3 separate regions of the Mus musculus genome follow, and regions 1 and 2 are each linked to region 3. The links are chromatin contacts, called in public Hi-C maps. All regions are on one chromosome and are shown on one strand. Each heading gives the region's core, a stretch centred on a gene start, on an enhancer-like site or on the middle of the called end of the contact. The rest is flanking DNA. Distances are from core to core; before and after follow the strand shown.

Region 1 (4,727 bases), core at 2,015-4,514, 77 kb after region 3:
TGGCAGGTTTTAGCATCACACCCAATTTGCTGAGGAAGGTGAGTGGCTTACTCCATGTCAATCAGCTAGGGGGCATGGCTGAGATTCAGAAGAAGGCAAAGCTCATCAAATGGAAAGTACTTGAGTGAGTACATAGCTTTTCTTGAGTGTCTGGGGAAATGCAAAGATGAGTCAGATAGGACTAACAAAAGCTTGTCGTCACATCTGAGCAGGTTTTGTCTATTAATTAGAAATCAAGAGCACGGGCTGGTGAGATGGCTCAGTGGGTAAGAGCACCCGACTGCTCTTCCAAAGGTCTGGAGTTCAAATCCCAGCAACCACATGGTGGCTCACAACCACCCGTAATGAATTCTGATGCCCTCTTCTGGTGTGTCTGAAGACAGCTACAGTGTACTTACATATAATAAATAAATAAAAAAAAAAAAAAAAGAAAAAAAAGAAATCAAGAGCACAAGGAGGACTGCTTCCCTTTTTTTCCCCCAGGAGGTCACACTTTACCTGTTCATCTCTTTGGGCCGTGGCTTTAGAGGATCACACAGCCACCAAAAAAGGCCCAAAAAGCAGTCCTTCTCTGTGTTACATAGAATAGTCTCTTGCTTTTGGGGACTGACATCATTGCTGTCCTACATGCTAGGCTAGCCTGGGTGGCAGGCTTCTTTCCCTGGTGTTATTTATTGTTTTTTGAACCCTGTAGGAAAGCCCTCCTGTTAGCCGGGTACATTTGTGAGTGCACCTAACTGCAGATGTTCAGATTGTACCAATCCATAGGACTACAGAATGTTTTCTACTGTCTTCTAGAACTTAGGTTTTTGTTTGTTTGTTTGTTGTTGTTTGCTTGCTTGCATCTTTTAATTTTTGTTTTTGCAGTACTGGGGTTCAATCAGGACCTTGTAGAACATAGGCAAGTACCACTACCACTGAGCTACACCTTCAGCCTTGGGGAAGAGTTGAAAGGGACAAAACAAATTATTCTATAGTTTTCCTGTGTTTATAATACACTAAACATTGAACAATAAAATATAAGTTATCGTTTGACCTAAATTTTTACATTTTATATTTATTTACTTTGTGAATATGTGTACGAAAGAGCGAACATGTGTGTGCATGTATGTGAGTGCAAGTGCCGTGGTATGGGTACAGAAGTCAGATGACAACTGGCAAACGCTGCTCCTCTCTCTCCACCCTGTGGGTTCCAAGGATTGAACTCAGATCGCCAGTGTTGGTAGCAAGTGCCTTTACCTATCAAGACGTCTCATTGGCCCACTGTGGCCCTTGAATTACATATTAAACTAATTGAGATCACCCTCTTTGCTATTTCAGAAAGTGAAGAGCCTTAAAAGTTCCCTAGAACTCTTACTTTAAGTTATAATTTAAATTCAGAAGTCTTTCTCGAGAACAATTTAAAAAGTTGTCCTAAAATAAATAAAGCTTAGTAATAATATATATTGTTGTACATATAATGATATATAATATTTATGTAATTAAATATATACATATAATTACATATAATATATAATAAATAAATGAATTTACTGTTTTGTTAGCAATACTGAAGGAACAAGCTCCTATCCAGTGCACCTACACTGTAGACCTGCCAGCTCCCTTTCACCTCACATACAGAATATGTAGTGGGTGGTCTTCCTTTTATTTTACTGGAGCAAGAAAACATTGGAGATGTTAGATAAAGCATCCAGGGCCAAATGGGTCATAAGTGTCATCTATGTTGGGTTACTCTGGCCTCAAAAATTATATTCTTTTCATCCCAATCCTATCAGCTTTCAAAACCAAACCTGGTTGTTTTTATGTTTAAATTAAATCACAGCAGCAGAGATGCACTTTAAAATAGATGTCCTCCTTTCCCCCAAAAGATCATAATCATGATGATCATCCTGAGGGAGTTAGAGGAGTTTAAACTAGGAAGCACCAGTATCTTAATTAAATACCTGCCTGCTACACAATTAAAATGCTGATTAGGGTCCTAGTGTGAAGTAGGAGCCTCTGTTCTCTGTGCCCGTGCCTAGGGGGCGGGGGTGTCACTAGACTTTGCAGATTCGATGCTTACAGTACTGTAGTTTCACCTCAGAGCCCCTGAATAGCTGAGAAGAAAGACAGGGAGTCCAACAAGTGAGAGGCATAAAAGGTTGCCACTCACCACTCTCAGTACCCTTGACCCTCAGTCCACAGCTTAACTGTCAACAACCAAAAAACTATTGTGTGAGAGAATTGCTTAAAATACTTGAGTCTCTCTCCCTACTAGTGGAGCTATCTTGCGGTCTGGGAAGCTATAGTGACAGTTTGAAACTGTTGTAGAGTATATATATATACATCTATATCTCTGCAGTGTGGTGTGCTTTCTTATCTTCAGGAGCTTGACCTCAAACAGTTGACAAAACTAAAGAAAGTAAAGTCTCACGTTTCCTCATTTCAAGGTTTACGTTCAGTTGAGGATGTATCAGCAAAAGTCAGTATTAATCCATTTATGATATGAACATGACCAGCTATGGGGTTTTCATTTTGTATTCTCTTAACAGCTGTGAACAAGGCTGTGCCAAATTTACATTCCAGTATTGAAAGTTTATTATTTCACCAGATAAAATATAAATAGGTGATCTTGCAAAGAGGTTATTAAAGTAATGTCACAAAACTACTCACTAATCATATTGTAGTGACCAATGCACAGTATTAATAATAAATTCTAGGCAACCTTACTGTAGAAAATACAAGCCACACATTATATACCAAGTAAATACTTCCTGTATTAAAATGTGAATGTGGTATTAGCCTTGCTCTGAGGAATAAACACATAGCTAATTATATGTTAGGTGGTCTTTAAAAGGAAGTAGACTTTATTCTGGAAGTGACTGCATGATTCATGTGTGCAGGAGCCGAGAGAGACTCCTCCACCCAGCAAGGGAGGTCAAGGCTCATAAGAAGCATCAGACGCCGGATGAGGACAAACTGGGAAAAAAAGAAAAGAACTGTATCATTTTCATTTACTGTTCTGTAAATATCTTCATTTTAAATACATTGAAGAATTGTCCACAATAAAGGAGATGCAGAAATGAGTCAAAAGCCATAGAAATAAAGGGGAATGGGTTATTGAAAGGAGGGGAACAGGATGTGACAGAAAGGATCTAAGGGGCGGAAGGAGACATCCAGAGGAACAAAGGTGTTTGTAAAATGTTTGTGAGTCCTCTCCCCTTTCTGAGTCTTCCGACTCCTGTGGAGTCTCATTCTCTGAGTCTTTCACAGGATGTACATTTTTAGCCTGTTTACTCTGTAACTGAAACCTTTGCTTGTGTCCTCTTTGAACACCGCAAATGTAAGGCAAGGAAGGAGAAGTTGGTTTCAAGCCATTAAGGTGCAATTCTTGTCTGGGGCATCAGTGTCTCAAAGAAGAGACTCAGCTATACTGTTCCTGGCCGTAGACCCAAAATATGCTCCACCATACCACGAGGACACATGCTCCATTATGTTCATAGCAAATTTATCCATAATAGCCAGAAGCTGGGAACAATCTAGATGTCCCTCAACTGAAGAATGGATAAAGAAAATGTGGTTCATTTACACATTAGAATATGATTCAGCCATTAAAAACAAGGACATCATAAATTTTGCAGTTAAATGGATAGGACTAGAAGATATTATCCTGGATGAGGTAACCCAGATTCAAAAGAACAGGCATGGTATGTACTCACTGATAAGTATAGAATGCCCATGATATACCCTACAGACCCAAAGAAGTTAGATAAGAAGGAAGGCCCAAGCAAGGGTACTTGAATCACACTTAGAAGGGGAAACAGAATAAGAGACAGAGGAAAGGAGGGAACAGGGTGGGAGAGGGGAGCGGGAGGAGAATAGGGAGGCAGGGTCAGGTGTGGGAAGAGACAGGAAAGAGGCCCAGGAGAATGAATGGAAATCTACACTTGCTGGGGGTGAAAGAGGTGGGGAGGTTGGAGGGGGGATCTCTGGGAAGTCCCAGAGACCTGGGATAGGGGAGCCTACCAGGAGTCAATTTGGGTGACCTCAGCTAAGAAGCCTAACAGTGGGGATATAGAACCTGAAGAGGTCATCTCCTGTAGCCAGGCAAGACCCCCAGTAGAGAAATAAGGACACCAACCCACCCACAAAACTTTTGACCCAAAATTTGTTCTGTCTAAGTAAGGTAACCCAATCACAAAAGAAGTCATTAGATATGCACTCATTGATAAGTGGATATTAGCCCAGAAACATAGAACACCCAAGATACAATTTGCAAAACACAAGAAAATCAAGAAGAGGGGAGACCAATGGGTGGAAACTTCATTCCTCCTTAGAACAGGGAACAAAATACCCATGAAAGGAGTTACAGAGACAAAGTTTGGAGCTAAGACGAAAGGATGGACTATCTGGAGACTACACCACCTGGGGATCCATCCCATAATCAGCCACCAAACCCAGACACTATTGCATATGCCAGCAAGATTTTGCTGAAGGGACCCTGGTATAACTGTCTTATATGAGGCTATGCCACTGCTTGGCAAATACAGAAGTGGATGCTCACAGTCATCCATAAGATGGAACACAGGGCCCCCAGTGGAGAAGCTAGAGAAAGCACTCAAGGAGCTGAAGGGGTCTGCAACCCTATAGGTGGAACAACAATATGAACTAACCAGTACCCCAAGAGCTCATGTCTCTAGCTGCACATGTAGCAGAAGATGGCCTAGCTGGCCATCACTGGGAAGAGA
Region 2 (4,738 bases), core at 1,931-4,430, 71 kb before region 3:
TTCTCTTTAAACCGTGCATGTGTACTGATGGTATCTGCTATTTGACAAATATAAGAAAATGCCAAGAGAATTGTAACAGGAGGGTAATTAGGGTGGTTTCGTTGGGAATGCCCACTAAGGGCTTTCAGTTATGAAAAGCATCACCGAGAGCAAAGATTAAGAAACATATGCTTGTTACTGGAAATGGTCTTTACAGTTGAGTGTGGAAATCTTTTAAAACTAGACATATAATAGTATATAGTTTAAAAGCGTCTATGTTTAAGAAACCTTTTGTTGTTCTATGATCTGATGTGTATATTTGTTATCTAACACATTAGAGAAACTTGAAGACACATTCCATTTCTCTGTCACCACTTAATCCCAACCACTTCGGCAATTTCTCTCTCTCCATCTACACTCAAACATGCCCTCTTCACTTCCTGCTAGCATGAGATACCTCAGTAGAAATTTAAAAATGGAGGTTTACATACAGTTTCAGATCACTACAGCTATGTGTGTTTACATTTTGTGTGAAAAAAATGCAAAGAAAGCATTCCTTCTCAACCCTCTTCCTGAGAATTCCTGATTTTTTTTTAAGACTGTTACTTTGTGAAGGCTAAATGGTTATATAATGCACGGCCATAGAGGATGCATGCTTTATTAGTTATAAAGTGATCTAGATTAAGAACCTAACGAGTGACTAATCCTGGTGCTCTGAAGAGAGAGAGAAGACATATCCTTCCATAACAAGCATTTACAAGGACAAAGCATTTCTAACCCCTCTTGATTCCCCAGCCACTAAAGTGGGTAGGTGGAGGAGCGCCTCATAGAAGCAGAGTAAGGGGGGATGGGATAGGAGGTTTGCAGAGGGAAAACTGGGAAAGGGGAATAACATTTGAAATTTAAATAAACAAAGTATCCAGTTAAAATTTTTCAAACAAAACAAAACAAAACAAAAACAAAAAACAAACAAAAAAAACTAAGTGTAGTTAAAACTTGGATCTTAACCAGGAAGTCTATACTTTAAAGGTCAGCATTGTAAATTGGTTTCCTCTGCAACAGCAAAGTGTCACAAACATGAGGCACAAGGCAAGACTTCAGCATAGTTCTGTGATTTTGGTCACACAGCTTACTTTAATTTACTTTAAGCTGTACAGGAAGCTAACATGAGATGAATGCTGAGTTCCTGGCTTCAGACCAAGCAAGTTCATACTTGGTAAGATTCCACTCTCAAATGTCATTTCCCCCAGCTTTTCTACACTGGCCCATGACTGCCAACCACAAGTTGATGCACATTTCAATGAAAAGTACCCCTCAAATAAACTTGTTACAAACTCGAACCGATCATCATATCATAACTTTATTTGGAGGACTTATATTCTGCCAGTGTATTTCTTTCTTGTTGAACAAACATACCTTCTTAGCATAAGAAGCATAAGAGATGAACCCTAGTCATGCAGGTCCAATAGAAACTAGCCAATAAATGGAGCTTGGTAGGTAGTGTGGTTTGTTCCCAGGGGTGTCTTCATTTCATATAAATACTAGTTTATATGAAATATAGTTTGGGAGCTAAAACCACAGGTGGTGATACCAGTACTAGGAAGAGGGTTGAGAAGGAACTAGGTGGAAAATAGAAATAGGCAAATTCGCAATTGCCCTAGAATGTACATAGTCAGCAAACAGAAGGAGAGAGTATCCTATCCAGGATTGCTATCCTATTCTAAAAGAAGGAATGAGGGAAGGAGGGGAGGGAGGCAGGGAGGAGGGAGGGAGGGAAGGAGGAGGGAAGGGGCAAGCATGGGGAAGACTATTGGAAAAAAATAGACCCCAGGCAGCGCCAAATGTTGAACAAACTTAAGTTACAGGGAATGTGGGGGGTTTCATGGTGGGCTTTGGGAGAGACTTCTGGAAAGCAGTAGCGCTGGAGGCTGAAAGAGGAGAGAGCCACCACTAACCACACGTGTGCAAGCATTTGGTATAGGGCTGAGGGCAGAGTGGGCAGTCTGAGCAAGGAAAGGGACTCATGAAATCTTTCTAGTAAAATGTTATTTGGCATTATAAACACGAAGAGACTTAATCTGAAATGATTCTGTAATATTAACAAGGTTTCTGGGCTTTTGTCTTACAAAGGCAAACAACAAACAGAGAAGATTATTCGAAATAGAGAATTAACTCAGCCACTTGAAATACTTTACCTTAAGCCTGAAGGAAAAAATTTATCTTTGAGCTTTAGTATGTTTAACTTAGGATCTGCTGGTGTATGTCTCCTAAACACCTGTTCAAATGAGGGGTTTTCTCTCCTCCTCTCTGTGGTGATTTGTATTCTGTGCTCAGTCGGCGATGCACAGCATGCACGATGCTGCCAATTTAATGTCAGGTAAGTCAGCGTGTATTACAGCTTCAGGAAACACATCTTTTCACAGTGATAGACCATTTTGAATGGGAGTTTTCTAAATATGAACATGGGAAAAAGATAGTATTTGTAAATTAGAATCAGTAACAATGTTCTTAGAGCTAGGAACAAATATTTTTTAAAAAAAAAATCAGTCACAAATGATGCTAAGTGATTTGCATGCTTACTGCATTACCTAACTGGTCATCAAGTGCTTCAGCTCTGATTTTTAGATTGAAGCAACATATAAAAGCCAGAGTGTTTATCACCACTGTCTTCACTTTACAGCTTGATTTGATGGTGATTTCCGACCCACCCCGAATCTTCATCTCTCTTCATGCCAACCCTTCTCTGATTGGCTTCATTCCCTCCCAAGGTTCCAAATACCCCCTTTATGATATTGGTGGTCAGATTTATATTTCTGAACCTTTCAAAACTAATGTGTTTACTCTGTTCAATCCGTGAGTAACAAATGATCTTTCCTGCTTCTCAACTTCCTTTCATTTCTCACAGAGTCGAGTGGAGAATGGTGGAGATATAATGCACTGTGTATGTTTTAATGTGCACTTGCTAGGCTCTGGCATGTGTGCTCACACATGGGACCATTACCTCAAGCAGAACAATGAATACAGTCAACACTAAGTCTCCTCATGCTTCCTATTGTTTTTAGGTTCTTTCCACTCCCTTGTGAATGGCACACTTTTGCCCAGGTCTTTTTTTCTGTGAAATTTGGCCTAGTTCTTTTGAGTCTCTGTGCAGCTGCCTTTGTCAGTGAATTGCTGCTGTGGTTGCGGGGAGGTAGGATCCCGTGACACTTCAAATATTTACTCACCAGCCAGCGGGCATTTGTGTGGGTTCTAGCTTAGGGCTGTCCTACGTACAGCTGATATGGCCACTGATGTACAAACAGTTCATTCTATGGCTATGTATTTTGATCTGTCCTAGGTAAAAACCTAGGACTAGGAGGGTTACGTCACATAACAGCCTTAACATTCTTTAGGTTATAAATTTTAAGAATTTGCCTAACATTTTTTTTTCCTCTAGTGTAGCTGTACCATTTTCATTCCTGACAGCTGTATTTGAAAGCTCTTTGTTGCCATCCGGCAGACTATTAGCATGGTCAATATTTTAATTATAAAAATGTGTGTGTATTGTTACATTCAGTCGTTCTAACTTGAATGTATTAGTAACAAACGATGCTGTCAATTTTGTCTGTATTCATTTTAAGAAACATGCATGCTCAAATCATCTGTCATTTTTTTTGAGTTGGGTAATTTTCTCTCTTAATGTTAAAATGTGAAACTATTCTCTCTAATTTCTCCAGATTTTGTCTCCCTGGATGTGTATGATGAGCAGTGTTCTGCTTAGTACTAAAGAAAAGTGCCTGACTGCTTGACTCATTAGGTAGCCAGTGATGGCCTTGAGCCACTTTCCAAGTGTGCTTCTATCCTTAGTTTAGGTACTGGGGATAAACTCTGAGACACTATGCATGCTAGGCAAGTACTTTACCAACTGAGCTACAGTCCAGCATGGATTTCTTAATTTATCTAGAGTCTAAAGGTCATCTCTTCAACTCATAGTAGCTAGAAACTTCCTGTTCCCTCTGCTACCTTTGTGGGGCCTCTTTTGGGGGCTGTGAACTAATTCTCTCTAGTTAGTCTCAGGAAATTTCCATTTGGTGACTCACAGTCAACTTTCAAGTTAATGCATCCAAAATAGAGTTCTTCCCCTTCTGGAAACTTTTTTCTTTCTTCACCCTCTCAGTATATGGCATCGCCAAGCACACACTTGCTTGCACTTGACATCTAGAAGTACCTTTTGATTTTCCCCTTCTCTATCAGGATCTAAGCCACACCTTTCAGGTAAAATAAAGAGTTAAACCATCAATCCTTTTTCCTTTGCTTCCTCTCATTTCTGTGATCCCAGTCTATAATGAGAGCGGTCCTCGTTCACTGAAATTACCCCATCTCCTAACAGATTTCCCCCTTTCTTGCATTGCTTTCTTCTGTCCTCTACCATAGCCATCCATCATGCCAAGCATCTGGGAGCCCCTAAATGTGTAAAGCAGGTTAAATCAGGCTTTCTTGAAAGTCTTTAATAATACTTCTTGTTTCAAATAAATAAAAATATCCACTCCTTCCAATGTCTTACAAGGTATGAAAGAGCTAATCATCATATCCTGGGTAATTTATGGTTTTTTATTTTGTTTTGTTTTTGATTCTTCTCTTAACATGGCCTCACTATTTTCTAGGAAATAATGAACTGTTTCCAGCGTTAAAAATCTTGTCACCAAATAAAGTGTTTTTCTTTGAGTTTGTGCTACAACCCAACCTATCTTATCGTCCAGATCTTACCTAAATAACAAGC
Region 3 (4,141 bases), core at 49-2,548:
TTCTGGGCTTGTGATCTACTTAACTACTGCTTGAATGGGACAGGGTCAGGCTGATTCTGAGCCGTTGTGATCTATTCATTAACACATATATGTCATTTTATAGCATATTGTAACTATTCACTTATACTTTTAACTTATAGCAACTTGTTGTGAAATTTGCTGGGTAAAAGGTATCTTAACTGATATTTTAAAAAGGAATAAATACATGTATGTGACTTACCTATTATCTTGTCCATATGTACAGTTGATACCATGATGCTTTTAGATATATATGTGTTGTGAAGTGACTAAACCAAAGACTAACGTATCACCTCGTAGGTTTAATCTGTGTGTTCAATGAGGACATCTAAGATCCCACTTAACAATTTTGATATATAACTCATAACATGACTAGCATAGTCACTATGACTATACAGATAAACTCTTAAAATTGTTCTATGCAACTGATAACATCTGGTTGATATCTCTGATCTATACTGTTAGGCTCTGGTGACCATAATTTCTTGTCTTTGCTCTTACAAGGTAAAATTTGACCTTTGATGATTTTCATACAAGTACATCTGCACTGGAATTGGTTGAACACACAGCTATTAAAGACCATTTACAATTTCCACTGCTGTCAGACCTGTATATTAACCTGGGTGATAGATAAGCAAAGGACCACTAGCTTAGTATGGAAAACTCACACTGATATTCTACTGTCTTTGCTCTATAAACTTATCTGCACATCATCTGTAGTTCATGAAAAAAATGTAAGACAGTAATGACATGAATAGAATGGAATTATTTTGCTCTAAAAGCTTGTGGACAAAGGGAGAAGAAAAGAATGGAGATATTTCAAATTCTATTTATCTGAATCTTGCAAATAGCCGAAGAGCCACATACGAAAGGATGTTTTCCGACCGTATTTGCAGGGGTAAACTTATGGTGGATATTAGCATGCTCTGATGCACCAGAGTTGCAATGAATGAGTGCAAGAGCTTCAGAAATTTTTGGTGAGGATTTTCCTGGTTTGCACAATAGTTAGTATAAAATTAGAACTCAAAAGCAGGCAAAACTTCTGCCATGTCTGTCTGTGCACTTTTTAGTGTATTTGAGGCCTTAGAGGATCCCCTGAAGGTTTGCTGGCTTCCTGTGGTGTGCTGTTTGTTCCATTATGCTGTTCACCTGGCCTGTTTTGCAATTCATGGCTTCTAATAACATTTTTACTGTGCCTGGGTAGCTGGCCCATATGGAGGCTGTTGATTCTGTTGTTCTAATAAGAGTATGAAATGTAGCTTGTGGGTTTTTGTGGGAGACAAAAAGAAACTCATTACAATTTCCTCTTCCTCTATCTGTTGCCAAAAACACCATTGCTGCCCAGGTCTGTGTTTTGAATCTATGACTACGTGTTTATGTTTTTACATCAATGTGTTTTATAAATACAGTAAAGTTTGTCTGAAGAACTAAACTCCAGCTAACTAAAACTATGCATGGCTACAAAAGCAGACAGGAAAGCAAGCAGACAGATGCTTCTGTGAAGGAGCAATGCTTACAAAGGTCTAAGGGAGTTCCATTTGTGAAGTGCTTTTTGAGCTATCAAGTGGCGTAAAGGGCTGGAAGCCTTCATTAGCCTCCGAGTGAGGAGCGAAGAGTGGTTGCTCCCAAGTTAGAAAGCAAGTGGAAAGCATTTAACAGAAGGTGCTTATTCTAAGAAGCTTTACTACACTTAAAGTGGGGCGATCTCACCAACCGTACCCTCAAAGAGGGGCTTCTGAAATGCAGAACGGTAGGCTTTATTAAACCAAACGCTGTGTGCACAGGTGAGAGAAGGAAGCACAAAGGACCTTTACTTATTTGATCAGCATGGGGCATACAGATGTGTCACAAGGGCATGGTTTACAATGTACTGACAAGTTCAGAGGCAAACTGCTCTGGAGCTACAGCCGGAATTATGAATTTATTCCAATCTGCTAGATAAACTGGACATCTCTTCCTGGTAACTGTTTGGTGACAAACAAGTGTAGTGAACAAATTTTGGTGAAAATGATCAAGTACATTTTAATTGCTATTGTAAACCTGGAAATAGGTCAACTCAAATGAGAAAGCACCATGGTTAAGAGGCACATCTGAGACTCCATATTACAAATACCTGGAGCCAGGTTATTGATTGTCAATGAGTGCCTACTCAAGCTCTTTTTCAAAACCTTGATTTTTTCTTATTTTTGACATGGATGAGCGGGAAATTGTCACTGGAGATTGGAGCATAGGTTTTCCTGTTCTCAAAATTCAAAACTGGCTAAATAAACTCAAACTTCTGCAATAATTCACCTTCAGGATGATATATATATCATATCATCCTAGTGGCCAGGAGAACTAGAGAGGGCTTTTGTGACCACCTAGAGTGGATGGTTTTAATCAGGGACACTCCCCTCTTTGCCATTCACAGCTGATCACTCTGAGAGCCAGTGAGGAAGGCAGTCACTGACATTTTTCTGTCCTGTCCCTGATGGTGGATCTGATAGGGAATGGGCTTTACTTCTTCGGGTCTCTTCCTCCCTTTTTGCTGCCTTTCCTTTCTTCCCTTCTCCTTTTCTTCCTTCCTCTTCTCTCTCGATTTTTTTATCGAGTATCTTATTCTTAGATTTGTTTCAGACTTTAAAAACTATTCTAACACGGGCTCTGCCTCTTACCTTCTATGTGGCAAAATTCCCTCTTGATGTGTCCTGAAGGCTTTTGCCTGCTGTCATCATATTTTCGGAACAATCACTTCCAGTTTTTATTTTATTTTCTCCTCCCTTAACATTCCTGTTCCTGTGTAAAATAGATCAGTTACCATGGGAACATGCCACTGTTCTGGGTGGGGTGACCACTGAAATTCATAGAGGGCTCTTCAGAGATGAGTGTGTGAAACTAAGATTGTATATGGTCCTTTTGACACCCTTCATGCTGTGATCTGATGTCTGTTTTGACTAAGGTGTCTCCATCCCCTGACACATCTCTTACATGAGTTAGTGTTTTATCTTGGATTATGATTATGAGAAAGATGCTAACTATAGATGTCTTTGTTTAAATAAAATCTGTCTTAACAACTTGAATAACTAGGAAGCTAGGTTAGGAAGAGATGTTGTTTTAGTGTTAAAATAGATGATGGTAGTGTCAGATTCAGCAGTGAACTGGCATACTCTTCAAATTTACAAAACATCATCTCAGACGGATATATATTATTAACATACTTTAAAAACCTTGTTTTGGATAATATCATAGGTTGCCTATGGAATGAAAAGGGATATTTTTCTTCTTTTATTCTCATTCATGTCATAGAAAGTAAGGGGAAAAAAAATCTTTGTTTTTCTAGCCATCTAGGTCTGAGAGGTGAGATCAATAAATTCCTTGAGAGTGAACTTAGTACTAATTCCAGAAATTTCCAGAAGTAAGACTTTTATATATTAAGTTTAACACCAAATGGAGTCTCGGGCTTCAGTACAGTATGTGGAAGGGTCTGTTGGAGCCTTCCATGCTCTGTGACCATGCTGGTCATCCTTATGACTAGAGCTTCCCCAGAGGGACAGGAATGGCTACAACATGGTTAGGAGGATCTAGGTGGCTTAGCTAAGGGATGCTTTATGTATGATTTATTTCTGCTGACCTTTCCATTGACTTTACCAAACTTTCTCTTTAATCTTGTGCATGAAAGGGAACTTGTGCTCTGCATCTAGAGTAAGTATCTTTTAGGTAACATGATTGCAGTCCATTAAACTTAGGAAATGTGTGTTGGTATACACTCAAAATTTATATCTCTGTTTTAAATATTGAATCTGAGAAATGAACCTTGAGCTTTCACCTTATCAGATTTGATCCCTGTAGGGATGGGGTTCAGGACATGCCACCTCAAATATGAGGCTTAAGCATTTCAAGAAAGAACAGAGGCAGGAAGGTCACACTCATTGACCCTTGGAGCTTCCACCTGTTTCTTGTCCCAGATGAAATCAAGTCCTTGTCTCTGAAGACACATGATGGAGAAGAGTCTGAACACAGGCTGTGCTAAGAGATGGCCCTCTCAGACCATTCCCATCATCCATACACCACACTGTTTGTCCAATGATGTTTCTCAATGACTGTCTACTCTTCATCAAAACAAAGCATTAAAATATAAAGGTGT

What was found. A called contact is a pair of places that touch in the nucleus more often than the background predicts.
Region 1: a contact with region 3 is called in a Hi-C map of regulatory T cells, with 1.8 times the contacts expected there. The contact joins two enhancer-like sites. A contact is called at or near these places in 7 of 484 Hi-C or Micro-C datasets (the C10 cell line, CD8 T cells, bone marrow-derived dendritic cells and 3 more) and 3 of 115 datasets of contacts at active chromatin or transcription factors (CD8 T cells, bone marrow-derived dendritic cells and memory CD8 T cells).
Region 2: a contact with region 3 is called in a Hi-C map of regulatory T cells, with 3 times the contacts expected there. The contact joins two enhancer-like sites. A contact is called at or near these places in 10 of 484 Hi-C or Micro-C datasets (B cells, CD8 T cells, CD8 central memory T cells and 6 more) and 2 of 115 datasets of contacts at active chromatin or transcription factors (CD8 T cells and thymic regulatory T cells).

What each region holds. Positions count from the first base shown.
Region 1 is chr2:79,124,322-79,129,048 of GRCm38.p6, forward strand. No RefSeq gene overlaps it. Among named protein-coding and RNA genes, the nearest start is that of Gm35748, 4.3 kb to the left of the region's middle. Within about 2 kb of position 3,265, at least 42 of the 459 cell types and tissues checked have an H3K27ac peak or open chromatin away from gene starts, as enhancers often do. A contact at or near this core is called in CD8 T cells, memory CD8 T cells and regulatory T cells, where this site is marked.
Region 2 is chr2:78,977,036-78,981,773 of GRCm38.p6, forward strand. The region is part of intron 1 of Gm37004 (a long non-coding RNA gene); the gene reads left to right. Among named protein-coding and RNA genes, the nearest start is that of Gm37004, 6.8 kb to the left of the region's middle. Within about 2 kb of position 3,181, at least 23 of the 459 cell types and tissues checked have an H3K27ac peak or open chromatin away from gene starts, as enhancers often do. A contact at or near this core is called in CD8 T cells, group 2 innate lymphoid cells and regulatory T cells, where this site is marked.
Region 3 is chr2:79,049,528-79,053,668 of GRCm38.p6, forward strand. No RefSeq gene overlaps it. Among named protein-coding and RNA genes, the nearest start is that of Gm35748, 71 kb to the right of the region's middle. Within about 2 kb of position 1,299, at least 32 of the 459 cell types and tissues checked have an H3K27ac peak or open chromatin away from gene starts, as enhancers often do. A contact at or near this core is called in CD8 T cells, group 2 innate lymphoid cells, memory CD8 T cells and 1 more, where this site is marked.